Linked DNA regions of Salmo salar: region 2 is linked to region 1. The links are chromatin contacts, called in public Hi-C maps. All regions are on one chromosome and are shown on one strand. Each heading gives the region's core, a stretch centred on a gene start, on an enhancer-like site or on the middle of the called end of the contact. The rest is flanking DNA. Distances are from core to core; before and after follow the strand shown. Region 1 holds the start of LOC123730406 (SET-binding protein). Region 2 overlaps setbp1 (SET binding protein 1).

Region 1 (2,878 bases), core at 227-2,726:
GAAAGAAAATGTATGAAATGTATGCATTCACTACTGTAAGTCGCTCTGGATAAGAGTGTCTGCTAAATGACTAAAATGTAAATGTAAGAGGGCTTGGATGGAGAGTGTTGAGGGTAGGCTGCCACCGATAGCTACAGTGGTTGTGTGAATAATCTCTTTTGAGATCGGGTTATGTTGGGGGTAAACCTCATTATCTCTCAAATGGACTGGGGGCTGTTTTCGGCTCTTTTCACCCAAAACAGGCTCCTCTTTAGGCCTAGCTCCTGCTGGATGTGTGTTGGCTGCACTTGGCTGTGAGAAAGTGAAGGTTCCACTTGCTTGCGTCTCACATGTGCCGGACCCAGCTACGACAGAGTCAAGCTGAGGTTCGCCAGTGAGGACATCTGTGTCCCACTTCAAATCTGTCCGAATGACTACTTGTTAAGGCCTTGTTGTGAATGCACTGGGTGAGATAGGAGCTGATACAGATGCAGGCATTCTGGTTAGAGGACAAGGATAGGGCAGAGCGAGTTGGGGTTTCGGTTTAGAGAGTTGCAGCTCATTCTATCCTTTAAAATGATCCATGTGTGAGAACAATTTGAGCCTTTTCAACGGAGAGCTTTACAGCATCTCACTATGTCGAGATGTTAGGACACAAGTGCAAGTAGCTGTTGCTGTAACTTCTAACAATCACGAAAAGAGAAATGTCAATAATCCTCTCAACTAATGCAGCATAAATGTGTGTGTAGTGTGTTTATGGAAATGTCAGCACTGGTTGTTATGCTAATCTGACAGCACAAACACACACCAATATGCAAACACACTGTCCAGTTGCTATGCAGCGGATGCTAACCTACGTTCTATCTGAATCATTATTCAGCTCCTCCTAGAAGCACAGGATGCACATACTGTTGTTTATGCATGGAAAATAACACAAGACACACAATGCTGTTTAGATGTGAAATGGCTAGTTAGTTATTGGTGTGCGCTAATAGCTTTCAATCAGTGACATCACTCCGAGACATGGAAGTAACCTAGTCGTTTCCCTCGCTCTACAAGAGGTAACGCTGCTTCATGGGCGACTGTTGTCGATGTGTGCTCGGGTCGTTGGATTGAGCCTGGGTTGAGGCATGGAGAGGGACGTAAACAACACTTTTATATATGCACGATGAAATAAAACCAGTTTGATGTTGCTCCAATTCTGAAAGAGGAGGATGCCTTCATCATAATAATAATATGACTGGATTATTCAAGTGCTGTGACACTATTTGACATAACATCAGACATGGTAGTAGGATATCACATACGGAGTGTACATATGCCTACAGTGAAGGAAGGTTGGTGATTGACGGGAACTGACCAGTGATCACCTTTCCTGTTATGAAACAGGTTGAAACAAACGGGAATGTCCTGTGTGTAGATAGTAGGGCCTAGACTAGTCTACCACCCGCTACCAGGTGGAGGCGACACTGCGCTCTTCTCCTCTCTACCAAAGCGCAAGCTGCCTCTACAGTCCCGTCTCTCCGTGAGATCATTATCAACCGAACCTGACACACACGGAGCTAGAGCGAGCGAGCAAGCGAACAGAACACCCCCCCCCCAATTCCGACCCACCGGGAAGGGAAAACACCAGTCTTCTGATAACCAACACCTTCTCCCACTTTTACGCATCCAACCACGATCTCTCCAGTGACGTTACCGTTCAATGTGGGGTTGGAGGCTATTCGGATACAATCTGTGTTCTGCTGGTTTGTTTTCACTGCAGTAAAACGGTTTGCTCCGATCCTCCCCCGGAGTCAAGGATTGAGAGGGAAGCAGCGCTTAACTCGCCGACTGACCAGCCACGGACATGGCGATGGGATCTCTGCAGTGGCCCTGTAAATCTTGTGCTTAGTAAACCCGTAAGCAAGATTTTTTACGCGCTATATTTCACAGGAAAAGGACGTAGATTCAATCTCAACCTTGGATTTTTGTGAAAATTGATTTGATTATCAGATCGGCTATAATATTTTTTTGCCTTTTTTTCAGCGCACTGTTGACGCCATTTTCCTCAGGTTTTCTGTAAAAAAAAAAAAAACTTGTTCCATTTGACAGCTACCAAGGACGCTGTCAGTGCAGACGCCGGTTCTGTAAATGTGACCAAATGGATTTTAAATGATCTTGATAACATATTTACACGATAGTCTCGAGTGTTCGACAACATTGGACATGGGTAAGTAGTTGACCATAATTTCTTACTCACTTGCCTTATTGTAGTCTAAATGTGAGTTGAACATGATTTTATTAATTTATGATACTTTTTTTGCGGTTGGCAGTGGTTTAAAAAAAGAGAATGCAATATCTCAAAATAAACAGTTAATTTGTAGCGAGTTTTGATGTGTGTCTGTGTGTTGTGGAGCAGGTGGAAGACGTGGGCATAACCCACTGGCCTCGGCCTGGTCTTGAACCACTAACCCTTTGGCAAGTGCATTGCGTCCTGTGCCATTAAGGGTCCAGACCTCTGATGAGATGTTCTAGGAGTTGTAGTGTAAGGCTATTTATGGTCGAAGTGGTGGTGTGAAGGGTTATACACACATCCTGAAGGCAACTGTAGATTGATGAAATCACTGTAAAATACATGGCACACTTTGAGAGTGTATAAAATAACCCATTACACCAAGAGGTCCAAACCTTTTGAGAAGGTCTGATAGTGTTGTAGGCTAGCCTATAAGGACACTTTAGTCCTTGTATAGGCTGTTTGAAACCCTCCTGGCCTGTGTGAGAGAAAGCCAAAGCAAGCAGACCACTGCATCACCAGGTCTGTTTCACAAATGGCTATGATCTGATCTCAGGATGGAGTTACACTTTTGTACCTGGTATTTACTTGGCTAGATATAAGAGCAAAGTAGTACTTACATAA
Region 2 (2,878 bases), core at 183-2,682, 68 kb after region 1:
CAAACCTAAGCCCAAGTCTGAGATTTGATTGGACAGTGAAGCTGGAGGAGGGTTAATGATCAGTGTTTTGTAGTGAGTGTGTGGTCCTCTAAAGATTCTGTCTGAGTAGTGGTAGAAAAATAACATAACACAAAATGTAAAGATTGGAATAGGAAAACCAAAGTCTCAGAGATATGTGTTTCACAGACTTGTCAGGTGTGGGGTTGTCAGCATTCTCAATCTGCAGTTAAACACACCAGCTAGCTATCATATCTTCAGTATTTCAGAAAATACCAGTGGGTCAGTATTTCATTGGGGACCTGTGTCTAATGTAAACTTGGGAAGCCTCTCCTCTCTCTGTGAGGGTCTTGTCAGCTCCAGCAGTTCTGCACGTGCCTTATGTTTGTTTCTTAAACCATCACATCTCATTTTGGGGGAATTCAAAATGGCGGAGAAGTTACTGCGATTGAAACCACGTACTTATGATTGTGCATTTACGACACGTGTGTCTTAGCAACTACAACGCGGGCACTACCTGTGTCCCTTTGCAGCCATACGTACAACAGGCCTGATTCCGTTTCACTTCCAAGCCCCTTGTGCTCACCCTTGCTCTTTGTAGTGAACAGATGTGAAAAGGCTCGGTTAAGCACTATGGGAACGAAAAATGGATCCATCACTTACACTATTACACACATCAGGTCCTTTCATAACTGAGCGCTGTGAGCAACAGAGGTGGTAAGAGCCAGGGAAAGGGGCCCTGAACTTAAATGGAACCAGGCCCCAGGCTGTGGACAGGCTGTGCCAGGGGAGTTGTATTGGGAACCATGCTGTCTTACGTAGTTGTTTGCTATGCATCAGGTCTGGCCTGGGCTGTCTGAGGAATCCACCCTTCCACAAAGACAAATAAGTGTCTTATTTACCCAATAAAACATGAAGTCATTTAACCAGAAGTGTGAATAATATCAGTAATAATGTGTAAAGCGTTGTGCAGAAAGTGACTATCATTTCATGTCAACTTTAGTGACTGCAGCTCCCTGCAGTGCTGCCTTAATCAGAAGTCAAGCTCCAGTACTGAAGTGTTTATATGTTGTAAATAGTGTCTGTTCTGTTGTGTTCTGTTGTGTTCTGTTGTGTTCTGCCTGCATGGATACAAACTGGGCTCAGTTACGTACGCTGGGATAGCCTAAACCTAAACCTATCTTAGACCACAGACCTATCTTAGACCACAGACATATCTTAGACCACAGACATATCTGACAGTCCCTATCCATCCATCAATTAGAATGTTTGTCAAACAATCATCGCAAGGTTGAGATGCCAGGGCCTGTGCCAGCCTATGATAGTGTCTCTCATTGCACTTCAGCTAAGACCAAGAACCCTCATTGGCTAGCAGCTAAACTCCCCTGAGCCAATGGGTGCCTAGTGCAGCAGTGTGTGCGTGTGTGTGGGACGTGCTCAGAGGGCATTACCAAAAATACACCTGTCCTTGTCAGTGTGTGTGTCAGCTCACACACTGCACAGAGACTGAGCCTGAACTGGATCTCATAACCAAATTACAGCTTTCACAGGAGGCCTGGATCTCTCTAAACCTTTTTAGGGTCTGAGTGTGGTCTAGATGTAGTCTAGGATTGGTCTAAGGAATCTAGATGTCGTCTAGGATTGGTCTAAGGAATCTAGATGTAGTCTAGGATTGGTCTAAGGAATCTAGATGTCGTCTAGGATTGGTCTAAGGAATCTAGATGTCGTCTAGGATTGGTCTAAGGAATCTAGATGTAGTCTAGGATTGGTCTAAGGAATCTAGATGTAGTCTAGGATTGGTCTAAGGAATCTAGATGTAGTCTAGGATTGGTCTAAGGAATCTAGATGTAGTCTAGGATTGATCTAAGGAATCTAGATGTGGTTTAAGGGGTCTATAGGCTTGGCAGCTCAATATTCCATGGTCGGTCTCTGATGTTTGAGTTAAAGCCACTAGGATCTGTCTGTTTCTCTCTCTACCAGCCGATGTTCCGGTGCCTTCTACAGCTGACTAGTATTGTCCCGATCCTCTGCTTTAACGCTACACGAGACCCACCGCGTGGTCCAGTACAGTCAAGTTGGGTTTTGCAGTCTTGTGTTATGTACTGGGTTCTGTATTCACTCTGGTCCAACTGTACGACTGGTATGACTCCAGGTAGAAGTTTACCCAACCCTAAATCCTAATCTTCATCATCAGGGGGACGAAGGAACATCTGGTTCTGGATCAGTGGTTAGGGAAGACCTCTACCTCTACACTGAGACCAGTCTGACCAGTCCAGTACAGCCACTGGAGCTGAATCATACTGCATGCGTCTCAAATCACAGCCTACATAGTGTAATACTACAGAACCTGTTGAAACGCAGTGCGCTGGTATGGAGTCATTTGAGAAGCAGCCAGTCTCTACTAATATGTGCAGTCGTTAACATATATGTTATGTTTCCAAGCTTTAATGTTGTTCAACGCTGAACATGCAGATGAAGCGTCGAGGAGGAAACCAATAAATGTACTTTGCAAGAGCACAAAGTGAGCTCTTAACTGTGTTGGCATATTTGAGTTTGTATACATAGTGTATTTGAACCTTTTTACTAGAGTGGGTTTTCCTTTATTTGCATGCTCCACTTGATTGTATGCATTAAGATTTTAGACAAGCGGAGAAGTTGACTTTCAGTTGCATTTGGAGCAAGACTTGTACATTGTTTGATATGTTTGTTTTTGTAATGGATTTTTAATTCATAAAGCATTTTTGTACATTGTATGAATATTAAAAATGGCAAATATTTGACATGTAGAAATAAGTAAATACTTAGATGCTCATGCATATGCATATATCCTTCTTAGTATGTATGTGTAAATGTACACATATTTTGTATTTGCCTTCACTCA

The links. A called contact is a pair of places that touch in the nucleus more often than the background predicts.
Region 2: a contact with region 1 is called in a Hi-C map of muscle, with 7 times the contacts expected there. The contact joins the enhancer-like site here to the promoter of LOC123730406 in region 1. A contact is called at or near these places in 2 of 3 Hi-C or Micro-C datasets (gill and muscle).

What each region holds. Positions count from the first base shown.
Region 1 is chrssa24:15,134,102-15,136,979 of Ssal_v3.1, forward strand. It overlaps LOC123730406 (SET-binding protein), which reads left to right and starts at 1,477. Exons shown (of 4, transcript XM_045706970.1): 1 at 1,477-1,880; 2 at 2,008-2,191.
Region 2 is chrssa24:15,201,884-15,204,761 of Ssal_v3.1, forward strand. setbp1 (SET binding protein 1) reads left to right here. Exons shown (of 4, transcript XM_045706968.1): 4 at 1-2,878. Among protein-coding and RNA genes, the nearest start is that of setbp1, 28 kb to the left of the region's middle. Within about 2 kb of position 1,433, at least 1 of the 13 cell types and tissues checked has an H3K27ac peak or open chromatin away from gene starts, as enhancers often do. A contact at or near this core is called in muscle, where this site is marked.